Regions from separate parts of the Xenopus laevis genome. Here region 1 is linked to region 2. Evidence: chromatin contacts called from public Hi-C data. All regions are on one chromosome and are shown on one strand. Each heading gives the region's core, a stretch centred on a gene start, on an enhancer-like site or on the middle of the called end of the contact. The rest is flanking DNA. Distances are from core to core; before and after follow the strand shown.

The links. A called contact is a pair of places that touch in the nucleus more often than the background predicts.
Region 1: a contact with region 2 is called in a Hi-C map of animal cap, with 8 times the contacts expected there. The contact joins the promoter of LOC108703718 here to the enhancer-like site in region 2. A contact is called at or near these places in 3 of 4 Hi-C or Micro-C datasets (the XL177 cell line, the XTC cell line and animal cap).

Annotation. Positions count from the first base shown.
Region 1 is chr1S:101,254,349-101,262,019 of Xenopus_laevis_v10.1, reverse strand. It overlaps LOC108703718 (survival motor neuron protein), which reads right to left and starts at 5,042. Exons shown (of 11, transcript XM_018239913.2): 1 at 4,863-5,042; 2 at 1,909-2,029; 3 at 394-465; 4 at 85-318. The coding sequence starts at 1,914.
Region 2 is chr1S:101,149,527-101,156,388 of Xenopus_laevis_v10.1, reverse strand. It overlaps dgkq.S (diacylglycerol kinase theta), which reads left to right. Exons shown (of 23, transcript XM_018239916.2): 16 at 39-190; 17 at 1,261-1,409; 18 at 1,546-1,727; 19 at 5,277-5,377. Among protein-coding and RNA genes, the nearest start is that of slc49a3.S, 39 kb to the right of the region's middle. Within about 2 kb of position 3,323, at least 2 of the 7 cell types and tissues checked have an H3K27ac peak or open chromatin away from gene starts, as enhancers often do. A contact at or near this core is called in animal cap, where this site is marked.

The DNA.
Region 1 (7,671 bases), core at 3,793-6,292, 100 kb before region 2:
ATCCTCTTAAAGCAGCGAACCAATAATTGCTCTTTAGGAATGGCCAGACAATACAGAGACAACAGAACTAGAGATGGCATTTACTTTAGAATGAAGGGGCCGAGAGGATGAAAGGCAGGAAGGATGAATGAGAGGAGGGGGTGGTTGTGCCTTCTTCTTCTTGTTCCACTTTTCGACCTCTTCTTTTTGTATGTCCTTGTGGCCCTCTCTGTCCCATTCTGCTTCCCGATTTGTTTCCCGCTTGCCATCTTTCTGGGAGTCCACTGCAGCAGAGGCCCCCTCTTGTCTCCTATTCTTGTCACTGCATCTTAGCATGTCCTGTTAATTAGCAGGAAAATTAGTGTTCAGTTGGTTTGATATCAAGTATGTAATTGTAACCAGCTAGAGTGTTACCTGGAAGGATTGTACTGCCTTTTCATAGGATTTAATGAGGGCAGCATCATCCCACTCATCAATATCTTCACTCTGCAGGGAAGAAACCAGAGAAGAGAAGCAATGCAATGTACCCTGAATAACTCTGTAACACAGCTTTCATCTGCTGCTCATAAAAGAAAGATGACAAAAATATAACTCTAACTGCCTCTTACTACACAGCACTGTACTATGGCAAGGATCAGTAATGTTTGGACTTCTAGGTGTGCAGAACTTTATCACTGCATTTAATTGGAGGGAGAATTATAGTTCAGCATCAGCCGAGGAGATATGCAGCAAATGTTACAGCATTAACAGAATGGATGTAAAGGAAATGTTGCTGGCTCTGCTATGGAGTTCACAGCAGTAACATGAAATAAGGATGTAACATTGCTTACTTCCGCTAAGCTAAGGCATGCTCCATAGACAACAAATAAAATTGCACCAGGTGTTGATGTTCGCTTCAGGTTCTATTGTATTGTTGTGTATAAGGAATGGGCCTATTTATTCATATGACTATTATATTGAAATAAAAAAGGAATATGTAATCAACGTATATCTTCAAATGTGCACTCTTTTAAGGAAGAAGATCCAGAGTATCAATATGGCACTTAAATTGTAGGCTTTTCTTGGAAGGGACCTCTTACCTCTTGTCTCTTCTAACATTTATTAAAGTCCGAATTTATCTGTGTATTTTAATAGAAAGTCAGACCAAACTAGAATCCACAATTGGACCTTATTTACTATTAGAAAAATTAAGATTTAAGAGGATGGGGGACAAACACGAAAAAAACCTAGCGAAAATCCAAATTGTACGTTTTTCTCCAAGTTTTCTACGAAAAACCCAAATTTTTCCCTGAAAAAGTCTAATTTTCAAGCTAATTCCAGCGCAGACCAAATAAACATCCAAATAGGACTTATATACAACCTCGGCATATCTGAGATGCCAGATTTAAGGATTCTGACTTTTGCCATTCTCAGGGGTTTTTTCTCCACTAAAAATTTGTATTTTATAGTAAAAAAAAAAAAAAAAACTAGAATTTTTCAAGTTTTTGGCATTCGGACTTTAATAAATAACCCCCTTAAACTTGAATGCAACCAGTTTATTATGTATTAAGTTTAAGGGCTCTTACTGATGAAGCTGCACTCCCCTGCGTTCCGTTTTTCTGCATTCAGTTGCAGGGGAGGGCAGGAATAGACGCATTAAGCTTTTTTCAATGGGGCTGTAATCACACAGGCGCGTGTAGGCACCGAATGCAGGTTGAGACGCAACATGCTGAAATTTTCCTGCGTTCGTCGCCTACATGCACCTCTGTGAGTAAAGCCCCATTGAAAAAAGCTTAATGCGTCTATTCCTGCGGCTGAATGAAGAAAAACGGAACGCAGGGGAGCCCTTAATGTATTAACTCCTGTTGTTCTATAAATGTTTTGTATTACAGTACATTGCTGCATGTACAAGAAATGCTATATGAATAATATAATAAAAAATATACATACATGCATTACAGTTATAGGAATCAGTCATGCATGTTAGGATGTGCCAAGTTGGGGGGGGGCTATTCAGGAGAAAACAGCGGCAGAGGGTACATCAACGGCAATCCGATTGAACATTTTTTACCTATAAAAGTTGCAATAATAAGTTCTTTTTGTTGGAGAAAATGGTGTTCGTGGCATTATACATTACACTAGATAATTATGCAGGTTTGAAGCGGTTACATTCGGGAGAAATAAAAGATTGTAGTTTTATCTCCTTTAACAACCTGCAACTTTATAGTATTATACACAATGTGAACCTTCCTTTTAATCTACAAAGTACTTATCTCTACGCTTACTTCCACTGACATAAACAGATTTTCCCCATAAAAACACTGTGTTTCATTCTGGTTTGACATCACACTGCATGCACGTTTAGTAATCTAATAATCAAGGCTGCAGCAGCAGGTGACTGTGTGTGGGTTGGCTGGATCTCGTTCCCATAAATGGCAAAGATACAAAACGGAACCTGGTGACGTAAGCTCAATGCTTAGAAAGGAAATACAACTAGAGAATAGAATGGGAAAAACTGTATCAGGCAACCTTGTCATTGATAAAAAGATTTGCTCAGATCATGAGTTTATATCTAGCCGAGTGGAAAAATGGAACCCTCTCTCCATTGAATATCTTTAAGGTTTTGACTGGGTCTAATGATTTTTGCAGTATGGATATTGTAAGTGAATGCTTTTAATTGCTGCTTGGGAGAGAACGGTCTATTGTACCCGTACCCGACATTATATTTGCTGTACAGACTAAAGAAGAGGTGGGATTCTGGGAACCATTAGACACTAGATAACATTTACTATTACACATTTTATTATACTTTTACTGTATTCACCAAACAAACTAGAAAACACTGCACTTACCTGGATGCCAACTACTAAATTAGCTTATTATAATCAGTTTTAGCATTTATGTTATTTGTATGGTTTTTTTTATTAGTGCTTCAATTTCCAACCTACAACTCTGTATGCGGTTATCTGGAAGTCAGGGACATTATGAGGGTTCAGTTTTATTGCTAAACTGAATCTTTCTTTTCTCGCCCTCTGTTATTAATTTACCTTGCTGATTCAATGGCTAGCATTAAAAAAAAACAAAGAGCTGCAAAACTATTTTTTTTTTTAATTATTCAATCCCCCCCCCCAACTCTTCTCCAAAACAGTAAGGGTTATATTTATCAAAGAGTGAAGTTAGAGATCACCGCAGTCTGCTAGAGTGAAATTCCGCCACTCTCCATTCATTTCTATGGGATTTTTAAAAGAGTATTTATCAATGGGTAAAAGTGACAGTTCACGCTTTGATAAATACGACTTTCAAAATCCCATAGAAATTAATGGAAAGTGGCAGAATTTCACTCTAGCAGACTGTGATGATCTTTAACTTCTCACTTTGATAAATATACCCCTATGACTAATTGCTAAATGTTTTTGAATAATACTGTCTACAATATACTTAAAAATGGTCTGGTCCCACAAGAGGTTTAGACTAATAGAGCCTATACACCGTTTAGGGAAAACAATACTATTCATTACATAAAATGCTGGTAGCAAACAATATGCAGCCCACATAGGGAGGGAATTCCCAGTGCAAGTGGCCATGTTGAGACATAAAAATGCAAAAGAGTTTGTGTCCCAGCTTCCTCAATATGCACATGCATGAGCGTATAATGAACAAGCTGTGAGTTTCTTAAGTGCATGAGTGTCACCAGATACAGCTGACTGCACCAGGAGCTCCCTCCTGCTATGGGTGGCATATCCCCAATAGGTGTCCTTTAAAAACAGTGTTAATTTCTACTTCACCGTTGTATGATAAAAAGCCAATTTGACAACAAGATTTTTACATCACAATGAAGAACACATTTTATTTCCTTTAGCATTCCAAGATAAATTCTGGTGAGATTTTTTTTGTACAGGCAGTCAGAATTACAGGTGCCTAGAAGCACTGCTGTTACATACCTTATAGATTTCTAATAACAATTTTGGTAGGGAGGAGGTGATGCTAGCTTCTAAAAAGACCACCACACCCGGTAATTATTCTTTTGTTTCCTTGTCCTTTGATGCCACACATACCAATCACAAAAATAAAATAATAAATAATCAACTTATTTTATAAAGGCAAAATATCCACTGAAGTCAATGCAACACATTTGTAAAATTCTATGTAAAAGTGGCAGAGCTAAACAACATTTTTCACTTTCATTTAAGCATCCAGTATGTTTTTTTTTTGTGCTTGGAATCAATATGTATTGTAAAGCACAAGTCATGTTACACTTATCACAGCTTTACAAAATAGAAAAGGTTAGTTGGAACATTTCAAAAGAATACAGAACAATTATGGATAATATAAAATGACCACACTTTTACATTTAAAATATTTGCCCTTTAAAGACAAGGGTCTTGGGCAAATAACATTGGAAATAATGATTAGATATACAGCTTCAAAATGCTGCTATAACCCTTCCTCCAAGCACAGTAGGACTTGTTGCTGGGCAGATCCAGCTGCACTGCTTTCACCCTGTCCTTTTCTGATGGCAGATACATCAGGGGCTGACTGTAAGCTCTTGGGATCAGTGGTTTCTTAATCTACTGTAAGCACCCCCAGTGCTTAATGGCTGTCACACAAGTGCTTTCAGTAATGATTTTTCAGCTGTCATTTAAAAATGCAGCAGGTCTGTCACCCAAGATGACATGTATGTAGACGTATTGGCAGATAGAAACAAATGCACCACAATACCATGCACAGCACAACTGATCCCACATCAGTATACATAAAGAAAAAATTGACAAAACAAACCCCTGTCTCCCCCCCCCCCAAAAAAAGAAAAATACACCATGAATTGAGGTTATAAAAGCAAACACACGTACAAATACGAATATCAATGAATGCATCAGCACGCTAGTATCCATTCTATTTGTCACCTGTGAGCTGTCCTTGTTGTGATAAACAATCTCCCTGTCACAAGCTGCCATCCTCCGGTCAAATCCTTAATCCCATTCCAGCCACCGGTGCACCATCCTCAGACAGCAACCAGTGTGCATCCCCCGTATACAAGGCGCTCTGGGAATTGTAGTCATTTTCTCTCGGTGTAGTTGTACACCGAGGTCGGCTGAGAACTGCATCTCCCATGCTGCTCTGCGTTAGAATAGTCAGTGGGCAGCTAAAAGGATAGAAATGATATGGCAAGCCACAGCGGCACCTACAGCAAGGCCTGCAATGATGCGCTAGAGGAAATTGCAGACTTTCATGGACATTCACTGTCTGAAATCTTCGTTTTCTTTAATAATTGTATATTGTTATTGAGAATGCACAAACAATCCCACTATAAAATGATATGCACATTGAACTGTGTTGTACTCAGTAATAATCATCTCAGTAATTTCTTTTTTTAGCTATGTATGAAAATGAGTGGGCTAATTTGAAAATTCAAACCTCATGGGGGGCAGCTGGGGAGTCTGCTGCATGATATTCAGTCCTCTCCTTATCCCTTTTTTACCACCCACCACAAATAGGGTTGCCACCTTTTCTGGAAAAAAATACCGGCCATCCAATATATATTTATCTTTTTTCCCTATTAATAACATTGCATACCTCCCAACTGTCCCTTTTTCGGAGGGACAGTCCCTCTTTTTACAGCTCAACCTGCAGTCCCTCATTTGTACTGGAAAGTCCCTATTTTCTCTGCACTGAACAGCCAGAAAAAGAAATAACGTTTCTCACTTAATTGGCTTTTAGCAGAGAGCACAGAACAGCTAACAGGTGTAAATAAGATACTTTGTAACAATTTTGAGACACAAAAAAACAGTTTACATAAGGAGAAGTATTTTCAAACTTTCATAACCTGACAAATTTAGTTAAACTGAACATGGTAATTAGGGGGTGTGGCCACAGAAAGGGCGTGGTCAAAACATTTTGCTGTTCTACGTGTGAAAAACATTTTTGTCCCTCTTTTTACTTCCAAAATGTTGGGAGGTATGACATTGGGATCAACCATCATTTTTACCAGCCAGGCCAGTAAAATCCCGGTCAGGTGGCAACTCTAACCACAAATAAACAGTAAGTCACAGGGCCACCTTCTGAAATCTCAAGGTCCCGCACAACAACATTTTCAGGGGCTGCCTCAGAGCGGGCTCCACTAATGGCCAGAGCCCCACATACAAGTAAAAAAAAAAACATTGTTGGCCAGGCCTCTCCCCAAGGTTAGAAAACATTGGTGGCCAGGGCCCCTACAAGTTAAAATAAAATTGGTGCCAGGGCCCCCTACCCATTCAAAGAACATTGGTGGCCAGGGTCCCTCCAAGTTAAAAACATCAGTGACCAGGGTCTCTACAAATTAAAAAAAAACATTGGTGGCCAGAGCAAATAGCACCAGCCCAGAGTATTTCTGTGGAAATTTTTTCAGCACTGTTTTCCTTCCTCGTCTGCAATCTTTTAAAAAAGCCATATTTTTGCATCTAAATTTAGCTTTCATCCTACTGAATATGCAAATCAGGACCAGAATGAAGAGAAGGTGAAAGAAGATGAAGAACATGGTGACAAGGAACTTCTTCAGGTGAAGTCTTTTTAGCTCTGGACAACCTAACACGATAATTTTTTTCACAGATGATGCAATTTTTAAGATTATTTTTTTTTATTAAATATGCAAAGGATTGCATGTTTAGTAAAACGGAGGCGTGAAAAAAAGCGTAAATTTGAATTAGGTCAATCAACTCCAGATATAAAAATTGTCAGTCGTGTTCAGTCTCTCAGACTCTTCTAACAATGTTGCAGGCTCTGATTAAAAGAGAGTAAGAGAGACCTCACCTCTGTTACAATGTTTTAGGAGTCAGACCCTGAGAGATGGAAAGATTCTGCTTTGGGCTGCAATTACATTTATAAATAACATTAAAAAAAAAGAAAAAAACTTTCATTAATGTATAATGGAAAGTTTCTTAGAATTATGTTTTTTTGGGTGGGGGACCTCTTCGGGGTAACATAATTAGCATACTCAATCCAATATTCATGGTGATGTATTATGGTGATTTTATATCATTTACACCTCAAATTTAATTGCCCCAAGGTAATTGGGTTACGGTTATTATATTAATCTTAGGGCTACGTCACCCAGGAAGGACCCTGTTGGGGTTTAAATGCTGTAGATGTAGAAGCATTGCAAAGTTTGGCAATTTAGTAGTCTTGGTAGTCTGCCATATAGCCAATGTTCTGCTGGGGAAAGCCCAGTGTTGGACTGGCATGCCAGGAAAGCCACAAGGAGCATGTGGTGTCTAAAAGATAATTAAATAAAATGAATGAAAGAGAGAGAGATACTCATTACTTGTTACCAGCATATTTTATATAACATCACCTAGCCATTCACCATGGCTCATTTAGTAACTCTGGGCAGCTTTGACCTGGGTAGTAACCTATACCATCCAATCAGTTATTAGTTCAGACACCCACAATATTGAAAACAAAAATTTTGATTGGTTGCCATGGTTTACTGCACTATGGTAAACAAGCCCAAATGTAAACATTTTGGGGGTTCTAGACTTTATTTCCCATTCCACTATTTGGTTACCTAACTGTAAGCAATGATCGGTAAAGAATACATCTTGTGCAAAAGCAGTAAAATGTTACCAGTATGTATTGTATTTGTACACTAGAGGGCAGACTCTAGCTATGCAAAGATGTTTCTTCCTTTTGTGCACTGTCAACTGTTTCTCTTTGCTTGTTTGACAAACGTAAAAACAA
Region 2 (6,862 bases), core at 2,074-4,573:
AAAAAAAGTTCACCTTGTTTTGTTGTTCTAATTTGCAGCATGAAAAACTGCCTCAAGAAACCTGCCCCCTGCTTCTGTTTGTGAATCCCAAAAGCGGAGGCCTTAAAGGCCGCGATCTTCTCTACAGTTTCCGTAAACTGTTGAACCCACATCAAGTTTTTGAGCTGACAAATGGAGGTCCACTGCCTGGGTATGTTATCTTTTGAATTATAAAAACTTCAGTTTAAGGACAAAACAAAAAGGGATAGTAATAAGGTATTATACATGTCTCTCAGTAAGAAAATTACTATAAGTGGGAAGTTATTATAGTTACTATCTTTATATAGCACCAGCATATTCCACAGAGCTTAGCACAGTTTATACATAATTTACATCTGTTCCTGCACCAGTGGAGCATACAATCTAGGGTCCCTATCACATTCACGCACAGTAGGGTCAGTTTTCTCAGGAGCTATTTAACCTGCCTCTTTGGAGTTTGGGAGGAAACTGTAATACCCAGAAGAAAAACACACATAATGGTCGATTAGTTTAGTTGAGAGATTACTTTCGAACTTTTCCTTTAAGGCATCCTCCACCCCAAAAGTAATTTTTGCAAATATAATTCTAAGCAACTTTCCAATATGCATTACAGATTTTCAGTGGTGTTAAAGCCATGTGAAATGTAGTTGCTATTAAAATCGGCATCTGTCAACTGCTAACATTTTCTGCACCCAGAACAGAATGGATAAATAAGCACTGTTTTCAACGACAATTAAATACGGAATGTATTTTCTTGGGTGGAGAGCCCATTTTACTGATCTGCTCATTGTCCTGAAAAAAATAGATCACAGGTGTTTAACAGTAAGCAAAGGTAAAATCTAGAAGCCTGTCTGACAACACAGCCATAGTGTTGCCATCATAATTCATTGTTATGTAACAGTGTAATTTATATTCAAAGACTTATGGGGTGTGTTATAATTAAGCCATTAAATGCTGATCCACTTGCTCAGATGTATTGGGAGAAATTGCATGTCTTTTTTCAAGTCTATACATCATTGTGCATTACCTTCCTGGGTTTTTCTAACTACAAGTCTCTGATATATTAAGTCAGAAATGGGACTTTGTACATTGATTTCAAAATAGGAGATGCCCTTTGAAATTGAAATACTTTATAATTTTAAACACTTTACAAATCTGCTGCATCATTTTTTACTAGATGTTAAGAAAATCCTTACAATTATTATTAGCTATTATTAGGACTATTTTCTTTATTTTCCCCAGGTTTCATACCTTTTCAAAGGTTCCCTACTTTCGTGTACTTGTTTGCGGTGGCGATGGTACTGTTGGCTGGGTGCTCGGAGTTCTTGAAGAGATACGATACAAGTTGGCTTGTACAGAGCCATCTATAGCTGTTCTACCGCTGGGAACTGGTAAGGGCAAAACCAAACATCACAAAACATCCTATGCTATAATGAACAATTTACATCTGTGCATACATGACTTTTCTGTGAATGTCCTACATTGTAAATGTGTAACAGTCTATGAACAGTATTCTTATTGTTCCAGGCAATGATTTGGGTAGAGTACTGCGATGGGGAGCTGGCTATAGCGGGGAAGACCCATATTCTCTTCTGATCTCTGTGGATGAAGCTGAAAATATTCTAATGGACCGCTGGACAATACTGCTAGATGCTCAGGAGGCAGTTGATTCAATGGAAAATGGCTTTTCAGAACCTGACCCCCCAAAGGTAATTATATTTACTTATTTATTAACATTAATACTGTTATTATATCTTGCTTCTAATCTACAGTATTGTTTTTGTAGTCTTTTCTCTCTCGTGTATTATTATTAATAATGTGTCCACAACCCTTTATTTGGGAAACAGGGCTTTTTCTGCAATATGTTTTAAGTGGAGTTATTTGGTTCCACGTAGTATTCCCAACATGACCTTTTCGTAGGTATCTAGTGTGGCCCCCTATCCAAGCTTAGAAGCCAGAGTAGTGCAAAGGGTTGGCCTCCTTGTCTGGCAGTGAAAAGTCAGATGCACACTGATCACATATATGGAACACGTGCACAAGAAAAAAGGGTCGATTGGCATCCAGTGCTAGTTGGCTTCCAGTGCATATGCTCCTTCTAAAGATCAGCTCTTGGGAGCCTGCACATAGGACAGGACACAAGCCTATGAGTACGTGCCCTAACAGGCACAAATCACGTTAGGCCAGAACCTCTTTTGTCCTAATAAATGGCTTTACATGTTTAATATATTTTTTGTCTTGGATTTTCTTGGGAAAAATCCACCAAATACCTTTATATTCCAATTTGTTACATACACCCATGGAATGGAATTCCCTTGGGCTATTACTTTAAAAACAAATTGGCTAAAATACAAGACAAGGTGCCTTGAACATTATTTTGAACCTCATTATGGGCTCAACATACACAGCTCACTAATATTTTTATGGATTTCATACACACACCAGCACAGAATGTATTCCATATTTACCCCAGAAAAATGTCTTGTGTGGAGCTCAACATTATGGTAATTCTGTGAGATTAGCAAGATTTTTTTCTGGATGATTAATAGTTCTTTACAATGCTTGTGTTTCAGTGACGCAGAAAATGGATTAAATAATTTGCAGATCCGCGTTTAAAGATTTCAACTAATTAGGCAAAAAATCCTGTTCATATCTATCATACCAGAAGAGTATCAAATATTCAGATTAAAGGCAACCTTTTATTTGTAATTCAAAGAGCAAATCATTTTGCAATTGGATTCTGCTGCCCTTTGTTATAGATCAATGACAATTTTTAATTTAATTGTCACAAATTGCAAGCCTTCATCTCTCCATCTTGTATCGGGCTGTCTTATTCATAATTCCAGAATCTTAAGTAGTATAACACTGATGCTTGCTTGTTTTTCTCAGGTACTGACATACTGTGTTTTTCTTAGCCAAGTATATTTTTCAAAAATTTCCTGTGACTATATATTAATATGTATTTGGCACAGAAGCAGGTAGGGAAAACTGTTCCTGTATCTTTTTAAATTGGCTAGATATTTAACCATGAAAAAAAATGTACCTTTTCTTTTAGCTACCTATCGTTAAATGATACCGCTCAAGTAAACTTTGTTTTTGAATTTCTATTGAAACATATACAGTTGGGGCAGGATTTAAAGTTGGTGTAGGCCCCCTTGCTCACAACCCCCTCCCCACTCGCACACCTCACATCTCCTTCATTCCTTTTTGCTGTTCCCCTAAATTGCCAGCACTGGGGATTGGATGGGTGGGAGATTCAAACAAATCTCCCACCCAGTCCTCATTTCAGATGCAGTGAGTGGACAACATGCTGCCCCCAGAACTTTATCATCCTAAGCCCATGCCTTTGTGGTCTGCATACATATCCAGGCCTGGTGTTGGTGTCTATTTTGTAAACATCCCACAGCCACTTCCATAAAGCCACTGCTGTGTCAACATAGGTAGCAGTAAGTGTCATTGTAATGTAAACACTCTTATCACTTTGTCCTTTTTGTTCTGCAGGTTGGAAAATGTGCTGTCCACCTGCTATACAAAGCCTTTCATGGCATTCAGCTAAGAAAAGTGTTAGAGCATAGAAAAAGAGGACCAAACCATATTATAAAACCAAACACCACAAAAGAATTAAAATATCCAGGTGCTCTAGAGTGCTGTCAGTATTGAGGAGCATAAATGGAAGTTTACTAGGGGCAACTAAGCAAACAGTCTAAATAAGTATCTATCTTTTGGGCCAAAAACGTACAAGTCAAGTAACGTGTACTTTTTGTTCACGAAAATAGCTAACTGCTGGAAAATCTTTTTTCACTGGTGATAAAGGTGAAAAAAGTGATTTTTATTTCTTGACCCGTAAACATTGAAAAAGTTTGGGAACCCCTCCTTTTTAATATATAACATGCCTTATGGAAACAGTAGTATTTCAGCAGTGACATAAACTTTATTGGATTAACACCAACAGATATTACATCAATACTTAGTTGAGTTTCCTTTTGCAAATGTAACAGTCTCTAGATGCCTCCTATAGCCTTTGATGAGTGTCTGAATTTTGGATGGCGGTACTTCCGTCCATACAAAATCTCTCCAGTTCAGTTAAATTTGATGGCTGCCGAGCATGGACAGCCTGCTTCAAATCATCCCATAGATTTTTCAGTCAGGGGACTGTGACGGCCATTCCAGAATATTGTACTTCTCCCTCTGCATAAACGCCTTTGTAGATAAGTGTATTTAGGGCCATTGTCTTGTTGGAATATCCAACCCCTGTGTAACTTCAACTTTGTGTCTGATGCTTGAACATTATCCTGTAGAATTTATTGATATTGGGTTGAATTTATCCGACCCTCGACTTTAACAAAGGCCCAAGTCCCTGAACTAGCCACACAGCATGATGGAACCTCCACCAAATTTGACAGTAGGGAGCAGGTGTTTTTCTTGGGATGCACTGTTCTTCTTCCATGCAAAACGCTTTTTGTTATGACCAAATAACTAAATCTTTGTCTCATCAGTCCAAAGCACTTTGTTCCAAAATGACTGTGGCTTGTCTAAATGAGCTTTTGCATACAACAAGCGACTCTGTTTGTGGCGTAAGTGCAGAAAGGGCTTCTTTCTCATCACCCTGCCATACAGATGTTCTATGTGCAAATTGCACTGAATTGTAGAATGATGTACAGATACACCATCTGCAGCAAGATGTTATTGCAGGTCCTTGGAGGTGATCTTTGTGTTGTCTGTAACCATTCTCACAATCCTCCACATATGCCACTTCTGTATTTTTCTTGGCCTGCCAGACCTGGGTTTTACAGCAACTGTGCCTGTGGCCTTCCATTTCCTGACTACATTCCTTACAGTTTAAACCTCTGAGATAGTTTGATACTAAACAATCTTTGCTTTCAGATCAGAAGCACAACTTGCAATTGGCCACCTTATATACCTTTTCTCACACCTGCGTATGAAATTCAAGGCTTAATGAGGTATAAAAAAAATAAAAGTATTGCTTGGTATATATATAAAAGCAATACTTTTATTTTCTTTCTCTATAAAGTACAGACCGTTACTGTGCACTGGTGTTTTTAAAGGAAACATAATGTCCTCCTCCCCAACTTATTTTTACATACTTTCACATTTGTTCCCTGTGGTTTACCTATTATACTCACGGAAAATTTTTGTACATGTTTGAGGCTGCAGTATTTGTTTGTCCTTCACCATAAACCTTGAGAAATAGTAAACAGGATTAACTGCTCCACATTAAACATATCATATTTTACCCCCAGATTGTACAGATGAACAACTATTGTGGAATTGGTATTGATGCAGAACTGAGTTTGGACTTTCACCATGCCAGAGAGATTGAACCTGGCAAATTTAACAGCAGGTACGCCAACTACTTCCTTTTGCATGTCTGCCTTAAATGTTGTTATAACACAAGAACCAGGTGAAGATCTTCTGCCTGTTGCCATATTAAAGTGGACCTGTCACCCAGACACAAAAATCTGTATAATAAAAGTCCTTTTCAAATTAAAAATGAAATCCAATTTCTATTTTAATTAAAGCATTCATAGCTGTTGTAAGCTCATTTAAAAAATTTCAGCTGTCAATCAAATATTGTCTGCCACTTTTCTGAGATGATGCAAGGCTTGTCTTAATAACAGTGTCCACAAAATGCTATAATTTTTTAAATCCCAGACTGAAGGAAACAAGATTCAAATAATTTATATAGTGTAATTAAAGTTCATTTTGCTTGACTAATGTGATAAAATAGGATTTTGAATATTTTTTTGGGTGACATGTCCTCTTTAAACTATAGACATAGTAAGTGAGGATCTGTACCACAGAACTTATGGGTGAAGACACACCGAGCTACTAGTAGCAGCTACATGTCATGGCTACAAAACGCCATTGCCTATTGTCTATTTGCAGTAGCTGCTACCAGTAACTCTGTGTTTTCAACCTAAGGGTAAGGGCACACCTGGAGATTCGGGGAGATTTAGTAGCCCGGCGACTCGTGAGGATACTTCAGGCGACTTTGGAAATCGAAGTGCTGCAAGTGCATTGGTGTAGGCGTTTTTTCATTGAAGCAGGCTGAATACACGGGGAAGCAGCTCGGGGAGATTAGTCACCCCAAAGAAGAGGTGATTAGTCGCTGGGCGACTAAATGTCCCCGAATCTCCAGGTATGCCCTTACCCTAATAGTTATAGGTCACTGGGATTCTAGAGTCCAGCTTAGCATAAACACGTGTTTGCTCTGCTTTCAAGATCTAGCGGTTTTGTTTTAGTGTAAGGGCAGTGGCACATGGGGAGATTTGTCGCCCACAATTATGAGCGAGCATATGCGACAAATCTCCAGAAAATGCCTCTCCATAGGAAATAATTGAAATAGATGGCGGTATGACCAGTATATCGCTAAGTTACCCAAAGTTGACTCTGGAGGAAACTTTGGGCAATTTAGTGATATGTTAGTCATACCGTCAGCACTTTCAATTATTTCCCATGGAGAGACATTTTTGTGAGATTTGTTGTCCTCCTTCACTTATAAATAAGGCGACAAATTTCCCCATGTGCCACTGCCCTAATGGGATAGGGGTTTGCAGTCAGACGCTGGTACTGGTATGTGCAGTTTGAGTAGGAGACTCTGCACTGTATTGTGAGCATGGTAACTTGATTGTTATAGCTGTCCGTTATGCCTGTCGATGCAGTTAAGTGAGCAAATATTACATGATATTAGGTTGGATCAGACAAGCAGTACAAAAGCAGAGGTGGCTTCAGTACTTAAATGTTATTGGTAATAGCAATAATAAACCCATCATGCAATGTTGGTTTATTATTATTACCAATGATTATTTGTATGTGCCCTAGATAA